Linked DNA regions of Mus musculus: region 2 is linked to region 1. A link is a contact called in public promoter capture Hi-C data. All regions are on one chromosome and are shown on one strand. The core of a region is the stretch at or near the end of the contact, and the rest is flanking DNA. Distances in the headings are between cores, read along the strand shown.

The links. Capture Hi-C pulls out chosen DNA fragments and counts their contacts.
Region 2: a promoter capture Hi-C map of adipose tissue shows a contact between it and region 1. The contact joins two enhancer-like sites. A contact is called at or near these places in 3 of 9 other capture datasets (adipose tissue, liver and pancreatic islet).

Annotation. Positions count from the first base shown.
Region 1 is chr3:123,126,629-123,131,194 of GRCm38.p6, forward strand. All of the region lies in intron 1 of Synpo2 (synaptopodin 2), which reads right to left. Among named protein-coding and RNA genes, the nearest start is that of Myoz2, 94 kb to the left of the region's middle. Within about 2 kb of position 2,348, at least 25 of the 459 cell types and tissues checked have an H3K27ac peak or open chromatin away from gene starts, as enhancers often do. A contact at or near this core is called in adipose tissue, where this site is marked.
Region 2 is chr3:123,332,373-123,337,236 of GRCm38.p6, forward strand. Sec24d (Sec24 related gene family, member D (S. cerevisiae)) reads left to right here. Exons shown (of 23, transcript NM_027135.2): 11 at 4,114-4,238. Among named protein-coding and RNA genes, the nearest start is that of Mettl14, 51 kb to the right of the region's middle. Within about 2 kb of position 3,284, at least 75 of the 459 cell types and tissues checked have an H3K27ac peak or open chromatin away from gene starts, as enhancers often do. A contact at or near this core is called in adipose tissue, where this site is marked.

The sequences.
Region 1 (4,566 bases), core at 1,098-3,597:
TTAATAGACATAAAATAGTTTCGGATAGTTTTCTTTCATATCAAATTAAACTCAATAAATCCTAGTTTCGAATGTTGCAATGTGGAATCTGACACTGCTCTGATGAGCTTTCTTTCTTTTTTTAAAAAATTGAATATTTTATTTATTTACATTTCAAATGTTACCCCCTTTCCCGATTTCCCCTCTCCATCCCTCCCCTTACCCTCCTGCTTCAATGAGGGTGCTCCCCGATCCATCTACCCACTCCTGCCTCACCGCCCTAGCATTCTTCTACACTGGGGTATCAAGCCTTCACAGGACCAAGGGTCTCCCCTCCCATTGATGCCAGATAAGGCCCCTTCAGCTCCTTCAGGCCTTCCCCTAACTCCTCCACTGGGGTCCTTGTGCTCAGTCTATCTGCATCTGTATTAGTCAGGCTCTGGCAGAGCCTCACAGGAGACAGCTGTATCAGGCTCCTGTCTGCAAGCGCTTCTTGGCATCAGCAATAGTGTGTGGGTTTGGTGTCTGCATGTGGGATGGATCCCCAGGTGGGGCAGTCTCTGGATGGCCTTTCCTTCAGTCTCTGGATGAACTTTCTTTATATTCTGTTGAACTAAAAAGCCATTGGCCCATCTGGGCACATAGGCTCACATCTAGAATCCCAGGACTAGAGAACTGCCCTGAGCTCTAGGTGAGCTGGGCCACACAGTCAGTACAGGGCCAGCCTGGGCTACAGTGTGAGACATGTCTCATAATAAAGAATGAAAATGGAAGAGGAGGACACGTTTCACATCTTGATGGGTATTTTTTTTTCAGGTGTGATTTTGGAATCCTGGGAATTACATATTTTATTAATAGTATAATTAATAATATAACTACTAATACATTTCCTTGTATAAGAACAAGACAACAACTCTTGCTAAGATCATCAAGGATAAGTTGTTCGTGGAGAGGAAGCAGGCAAATTCACAATAGCTTATGAGACGTCTCAGAAGCCTATTTTTCCCTTGAAAGATCAAATATCAATTGTTTTTCTTGGTGATGAGCTTGGTTTCCCTGTTTCCTAGAAAATGTCTACAAAATACTCAAATATAGACCGCCATGATTTTTCAATTATTTGCCAAACAGATATGCAAATTCATGCAAATCTATATGCAAATATCAGAATCCAGGCCACATGCTTTGCCTACACTTCTCGTCTTGCCACACAAAATGCTAAGAAGATGTGTGCTCATAATGAAATGCAAACAGCTAAATGCTTGCCATCGAGGAGGAGATTGACACCTGGGAATGTCATTCACCGTTGCTTGAATGACAAAGTGCAAGTAGGTTTGTTTATACTTGCTCTTACACCATAACTGTTCAGATATGATCAGAAAAAAGAAAAGATAATGTCTGAGTATTATCAAAATTGCTCTTGTCTAAAGCATCTCATATCTTATCAGAAGTTAAAGATCTGTGATGCTAAGCACACTTGGCCTCTTGGGTACCTGTGTTAGAGAGGAGATGGATCAAAGGCAATCTAAGAGCAAGGATGACAGTGGGGAGCAAAGTTGAAGAAAGAAGCCAGCACAGACTGGTTGTCTGAAGAACTGTGTGCTGGGGCTGGAAGCGAGTTTGGAGCACTTGCCAAGCACGTGTGCTGAGAGAGCAGGCGTAAGGCCAACCATAAATTTGTCTCAGAGGTCACTCTGGCGACCTAGGGCATCAGAGCCTTTTGTACAAAGGAGGGAAGGGGAGATCTCCACTGTCCTACAATGTCAAGTTTGCTTTGGAAAAAGTTCCCATTCCGTTTTCTAAAGATGGCGATTCGCTATCTAAAGATAGTGAAAATGCACCTCAAAGACCATCACATCTTCTTCAGCCTGAAGGAGGCCTTGGATAAAACATGTCTGCAACAAATATGCCCTGAACAGATGACAAATGGGATAATTAAACGGAATACAAAAGTCTGACCTTCTGGCCCAGGGCTCTGGCATTCTCAAACATACGACTTTCTATTTATTCTCCATTGTCTTTTCGGGTACACATGGCATTTATTACTAAAGCATTACAAGACCTATAGGGTCCCAGTGTATTCATGGAAAGGAAGTGGCTCTACTGAACACCAGCCAGAAAAAGTAAGTGAGTTCCCTCTGGAAAGACATCCGACCAGCACAAAACAAAACTCCAGCTGTGCCTGGCAGTGGCTCTATTTACACCTCTGTCTGGCTCAATGAGAAGAAAAGTCACGAGATAGTCGGTAAAACCTAAAAACACCCACTCTGTAAAATCTGGCTGCAATTTGTGGAAATGAACACACACACAGAAACGGAGTGCACCGTTGGGTCAAAGGCTCCATCACAGTTGCCAATGGGTTTGGCATGCCTGCCTGTCTTGGCAGGTCCAAGTGAGCAAGGCTGGGTGGTGAGAGAGACTTTCAAAGCAGGCACTTCAAGAAGGGAATCCAAGAACCTGCCAGCTGACCTCTGTGCTCGCGAGGCTGCGCTGGCGATGAAGGGTGAAACCAGCCATGTTCCTTGTTGTGGCTGGCTACAAGGTCTCCTGTTTACTCCTGATCAAGGAAAGCCTGTGTGAACGTCGTCATCTTGCCTAAAGGATCCTGGGCAGTCAAGGAGAGTGTTATAAAGGCAGACAAGAACCTTTGGCTTCTCTTATCAGCCAGTCTCGAATCTGTGAGGAATTTATAAGGGAAAGGCCGTTGGAGCACAAGACTTTGTTTATGTTACTTCATTTGGTTAATTAGCTAATCATACTATTTGTACTACAGTGCCTAGAAGAACGCTCAAAACAGTTGCTGTATAAGGGAGATGACAGCCATTTTACAAGTTGACTGGGGAAAAGCCCACATTGGCTATGCAAGATGATGGTCGCACACCAGCATGCTGGATGCAGCTTGTGACAAGTCCAGAGCCAGCCTCTGCTGCTAACAAGCCCCCAGACTTATAACCTTTAATGAACTCTACATCTTCTGGGGCAGTAGGGGAGGGGGTCTCTCAACAGGCAGAAGACCGGATCTATTCTGCTATCTTCCTTAGGAACTCTGCATTTTTAGTGAGCTTTCTTTTGTGATTCGTGGATTTACTATTTGATGTAATAAACTGTTGATTTTCCATAAAACACTTTAAAGAAACATGTTGGGAGCTCTCTATCTGTGCTTTTTAATAAATTACTTTTTTAATGAAACTATATTATCATTTTACCCAATTGGTTCTACTTTTCAAAGGTCTAGAAGATGAATATATGACCATTATTTTGTGACTTTCCAAGACTCCGTGGGTGAGCATTGGCACACCATGTAAGCTGGCCTGCTGCTCAGGTCCAGCTTCCAACTGGAAACATTAAAGCTCTGATTTTGAGCATAAGCAGATCATGAACACAAAGAGCGAAACTTCAAAGCTGTTGTGTACAACTTCCATCCACACAGAAAGCCCACGGACCATTGGATTATACTTGTGCCAGCGCAAAATGGAAAACAACTATACATACAAATGCAAATTTACCTTATCAAAGACCAAACCAAACCAAACCGGAACAAATTATGTCTAGTTCCGTGTGTGCATGTGTGTGAGTGCACACATGTATGTGGTGGAGCCCACAGAGACCAGGAGGAAGTATCAAGCCCTTTGAGCTGGAGTCCTAGGAATTTGTGAGCCACCTGATAGCAGAAGTAGAATCCCAGATCTGATTCTTTGATAGAGAAGTAAGTTTCTCTATCTTCCAAGCCATCTCTCCAGCCCACAGCTAAAATTTGCATTCACAAGATGAGTCACATGGAAAACAAAAGATGCCCATTAACAGTATTAACAGAGGTGTGGACAGGACATCAAGGGACAAACAAGGGACATGGAAAGGTAGAGCTGGGAGCGTGAACGCTGTCACCATCCTAGCCCCTGGGACGGCAGGGTTTTGGATGTGCCGGGTTGCTGACAGGTGTGGAGCAGAGGCAGCTTTGGTGTTGCAGCCACTGATGAGCACAATAGGCAGGTGGCTGTCCTTTGAGGTCACGAGCTGCAGTCACCGGGCTGTCCTGGGCAGGGTAGAGAAGGCTAGATTCTGGATCAATGAGAAGAAACCAGCCTGTTTCATAAGGTGGTTAGGAAACTACTAATGGTGTGATTTAAATATTTTTTTTCCTCTCACTACCTTCTGTCATAGTCAAAAGATGTTGAGCAGAACCCATTTTGCCTTCCTCGGTCACTTCAGAGCCTAGTTAGCCTCATTTCCAGGTATTAAGTGGTCCAATTTCATCTGAAACAAGACGTCCGTTTCTTATGCATCTCAAACATTCTCCCTAACTCAGCGTTCCTTGCTCGCAGATGCTGCGTGAGGCAGAGGCCTTCCCCACTGGCAGCTTCTGGTTGAGCTCCACCCTCTGACCCACAGCTGCCTTTGCAGGGTGCAGGGGGCTGATCTGGAAGCTCAGGCTAAGGTCTTTTGGTATAGTTGGACGTTGTTTCTATTCCTCCCTTGGCTACTGACTATCTTCTGTGAGTTTCGAGGCCAAGGGCCACCTTTCCTAGTGCAGATGATTTATCTTCTCCGCCTTCATGGTTCTTCTGAGCTCCATCCTTTGAGATCTACAGC
Region 2 (4,864 bases), core at 2,034-4,533, 210 kb after region 1:
AGAGACAGAGAGAGAGACAGAGAGAGAGACAGAGAGAGAGAGAAGAGAAGAGAAGAGAAGAGAAGAGAAGAGAAGAGAAGAGAAGAGAAGAGAAGAGAAGAGAAGAGAAGAGAGCACTTAAGCTGCAGATAAGCACAGAAAGTGATAGTGCTACACTGGCCCTGTAGGCTCCCAGCCCTACCTCCTGCTGGCACACCAGGAAGTGTGTAGACAAGTCAGCATAGAGTTTCCCTGAAGAGAAACAAATCTACTATCAGATTTTCTTCCTGAATAAAACTGGAGGTTTGGTTTTGTTGTTGTTTTCCATTTTAATTCATTTTGACATTTTTGGGACACTTTGCATGTCCAATTTGTCTTTGTCCTGTAAGGACTCCCCCAAATAAGCAGTATGATAAACAAGTTCAAAGAATATGCCTGAGAAGAAGTGCGTATAGTTAAAATACGAACCTAAGTATGAAGTGTGATGCAAGGGCAGTCAGAGTGCTGGAAGAGGGTGTGTCAGAAAGGCATAGCAGCTAGCCAGGAGCAGCTAGCCAGGTGTGGTGGTGCACCCCTTGAGTCCTAGCCCCCAGGAAGCAGAGGCAGATGGGTTTCAGTGAGTTTGAGGCCATCCTGGCCTACAGAGTGAATTCCAGGACAGTCAGAGCTATATAGTGAGACTCTGTCTCAAAACAAAACAAAAAAGTAGAATAAAAGAGTCATGTGTAGGGAACTGAGTGAGTGTGTGTGTGTGTGTGTGTGTGTGTGTGTGTGTGTGTATGACTGCAGAGTGGGCAGAGGTGGGTCACAGAGGGACAGATGACTCAGCACTTCTCAGGGCCTGAGGACTGACTGACATGACCTCCTGTGAAGTCAAGTCTTTTACAAACACTATGTCAAATAAAACGTTTACCACCACCGTCAGTCCTGGCTCAGGTCCAGGGGCCGTGACTCTGTACAGGAAGTGTTTTGGAAGTGGCAGCCATTTAAATTGAGAGGATGTATTTTGGGGAATGAGAATTAAACTGAGGAAGTATTTTGAGACAGTTCTGTCCGTTTGATTGGTCCTGGGGTTAGCATTGTGTCTGTGAGCTTTTAGTTTTTATACACATTGGAAAGGAGCGTATGGGAAGTCTTGACTGACAGGCTGTGGAAGAGCTTAAGTTACTTTAATATTGGCGATACTGAAAAGAGAGGAGGCGGTGGTTCCCATTGGTTCCTACTGCCATGCTCACACACGCGCACACACACACACACACACACACACACACACACACATGCACGCACGCACGCACCTCATATACTGTTAGGCATGAATATCTAAAAGTGTATTATCCTCTTGGATATTTACCTGTTCTCTTTAATGAGTGTGTAGTGTCCTTTCCTGCCTGTTCTGATTGGATTTGGTTTGAAGTCAGTTTTGTCAGATGTTAAAACAGCCGCACTTGCTAGCTGTTTGGAGCCATTCGCTTGGAATATGTTTTTGCATCCTTTTTCCCCTGAGGTGATATCTTCCTTGATGCTGAGGATTTTTGTTTTGTTTTGTTTTGTTTTGAAATCCTGTATGTTAGTCCATATCATTTTCTTGGGTCTCTCCTCCCATTATTGTTTCAGTTTGGGTTTGCTTTAGTGCAGTGGTTCTCAGCCTTCCTAACACTGTGACCCTTTAATACAGTTCCCCAGGTTGTGGTAACCCCCAACCATAAAATTATTTTTGTTGCTACTCCATAATTGTAATTTCACTACTGTTATGAATTGCTGTGTAAATATCTGATAAGCAGGATGGTCTTAGGTGAGCCATGTGAAAGGGTCGTTTGACCTCCAAGTTCAAATTCTACTTTCATATCCTGAGATGTTTTCATTTTTCATTCAGCTCTTTGTCTTTTTTGGTGTCCATGAAGGCATTTATTCATATCATCTTTAAGGTTCTTGAGAGTGTTCATAGCTGCCACTTTGAAGGCCTTCTTGTACACCTCAGCTGACTCCTTTTCCCAAGGTCTATTGCAGTAGAGTTGCTGACTTCCAGAGGAGCCATATTAACTTGGCTGTTCATGTTTGAGTTTTTGTGCCAGGATCCAGGCATCTGGCATTATGATGTTTGAGTTGTTTCTTGGTGTAGATGTCTGGTCTTGCTTTTGTTAGGTTCATTGGTTGCTGTCTCTCACTCTGGATACTAGGCAGGCGTGGCAGATGTGCGGTTCCTGGTAGAGAACTTTTCTGATGGTCCGCATGTGACACAGGAATGGAGATGCTCTAGGAAGACAGGCAGAGATGGGGAGTAGGAAAGGAGCTGGGAGACCCCGGTTCTGCACCCAGAGGAAGAATTCTCAGGGAGTGGAGGTTGGATAGGAGCTGTAGCAGGTCTAAGAGTTAAGTTCAGAGGACTAGAATGGAAGACAAGAAAGATACTGAAAAATCGCCTACCTGTGTCTCAGCCCAGCATGGCGGCCGGGGGCCGGGGGTGGGGGGGGAGGGTCTGGCAGAAAGTGTTCCTGCAGGTTGGTGGCTGACACAAAGGGAATGGAGGTGGCTACAAGGGAAAGCAGAGAAGGTCTGAGGGAAGAGGGTTCCTGGGTCCACACCCAGCAGCCAGAAGAACCATTCTTAAAAGAAAAACAAATGGCTGAGGGGACCCTAACCACCAAATTCTGCGTCAGGTCTGTCATGTTGTTTGCCGTCACTGATAGAAACCGGAAGGCCATGTGGTTAGGAGGAAGTAGAGGTTAACTTTACGCATGCTGAAAACAAGCCTTAGTGACTGAAGGATTCCTAAGGAGAAAAGCTGGCTAGAGTTACGAAGAATGACTCACAGTGAGTGTCCAGGAGAATACAAGAATAATAAACCACCATTGGGATTGCCATAAAGAGGTGTTGCGTTAACTAATGATAACAGTTGCCAGTTTCACTGCTGGAATCCATATCATGGAGTGGAGGAGATGAGACTTGGAAGTTATCCAAGCTCTCCCATTCCTTGGCTGTTCTGATTTTGGATCGGAAAAGTGACATTTTCAGATTGCTTTTTAAATCTTATGAGTTCTTATTTGAAATGGAGTATTTTACTAGAACCATATTATGTCTAACCTTATAGGAGATAAAGACTCAATCAGAGAGCATTTATAATTCTCACCATCTAGCTATATAGGAGTTGAACTACGTTTTAATTTTAGAACATTTTTATGCTTTATTATCAGAGGAAACACTGTTGGTCTTGGGTCTTTACTCGCTAGTGGAGGTCACTGATCATATTTGCCTGTGGCTTTCTTTTCTAAACACTTTATAAATCCCAGTTGAAGGATTGTTTCCTTATGAGCTGTTTGGCCACCAGCCAGATTAATAGTGAGTGCGCACTGTCCTGACAGCTGCTTGATGTTACAGTGAGTGTTGCAAGGACACAGGGAAAGGGGGCATTTTTCTTTACCACAGATGTGAAGTAGGTTTTGGAAGTATTTTATAATGTACATTTTTAAGGTATGCAGTTAAATCATAATAGATATTCCCATATCTGTAGTTGAGCATGGTTATTACAGGTTGTATTCCTGTAATCCCTTAGATGAGAGGATTGACTGTGTGTTTGAAGCCAGCCTGGGCTACACAGCAAGACCTTGCCTTAAAAAGAAACAAATCATACATATATATGTTTCTTTTATATATATATATATATATATATATATCCAAAGGAACTCATAAGAGAATATATCTGAAAATCATGATATTCCCATTAATAGAGCTTGGTTACAGCTTCCAAAAGAAATGTATACTCCTTTGTAGCATTCCTTCTCAGGGGCCCAAATGCATTCCCTCTGTAAGGGAGTGTGCTACATGCAGGGCTGGCTCAATACTTGACTTCCCTTCAGCAGTCATGGGAGGAGAGTCTCTGGAGATAAAAAAGCAAACCATTTCTGTTAAATATAATAGAAAGTTCATGTCATAACGTGGAAAATAAACAGGCTATTTTTAAAAAAAATCTTTTTATAGTGGTGGGGTATTGGGGTTCCTAGAAAGTTATTTGATCCACAGATGTTATAGCCTAGGTATTGAATGAAGCATCTGATAGTCTTCTAGCATTTGTTTATGTTTGATTATGAGGTATGCTTGCCTTGTATCGACTTCTGTGATGTGCTTGCTTCCCTGCAGAAGAATAAACCTCCCAGCCCACCAGCCTTCATCTTCATGATTGATGTCTCATATAGTAACATAAAGAATGGCCTCGTCAAGCTCATATGTGAAGAGCTGAAGACCGCGCTGAAGCGGCTACCCAAGTAAGGATGCTTGCTGCTGGCCTCCTGTGAATTACACCGTGTCACTGAGCTGAGCAGACTGGCTGATTAATATCGTTTGCTAATGAGAACATTATAGTCAGTTATAAATCAAACTACACCATTCTTTGGGGGTATTTAAAATGTCAGAGTGGATGTTTATAGAAAGAAAAGAAAATAGGAGAAAGAAAAAAAAAACAATGGTAGATAAATGAAACATCTCAAAGATACTTTATAAATTACAGGAGAATCCCAACTGTGTGTATGTGTGTGTGTGTGTGTGTGTGTGTGTGTGTGTGTGTGTGTGTGTAGGGGAGAAGTTTGGAAGCCTGTTCCACAAAAGCTGGCAGTTGCTGATAGTGGTGGAGTCCAAGGGTCCCAGAAAACTGAGCAGTTGTCATAGGAGAGAATGGAATCTTTTTAGCCAAATTCCCCTCTGCTCTTGTGATGCGACCAAGCTCCACACTGCTGCTTGTGTGTCCTGGCTTAGCAGTGTGAAGGAAGCCCCTGTCTCTGTCATTTCAGAGGTTCCCCATTCACCTGTAGCTGAGCAGGCGGCCACACCCTGCTGTGGTCCCTTCACTGCTGAGCTGCTTTTAAAAAGCTGGCTGGCCTGTAGCCTGCTTCAG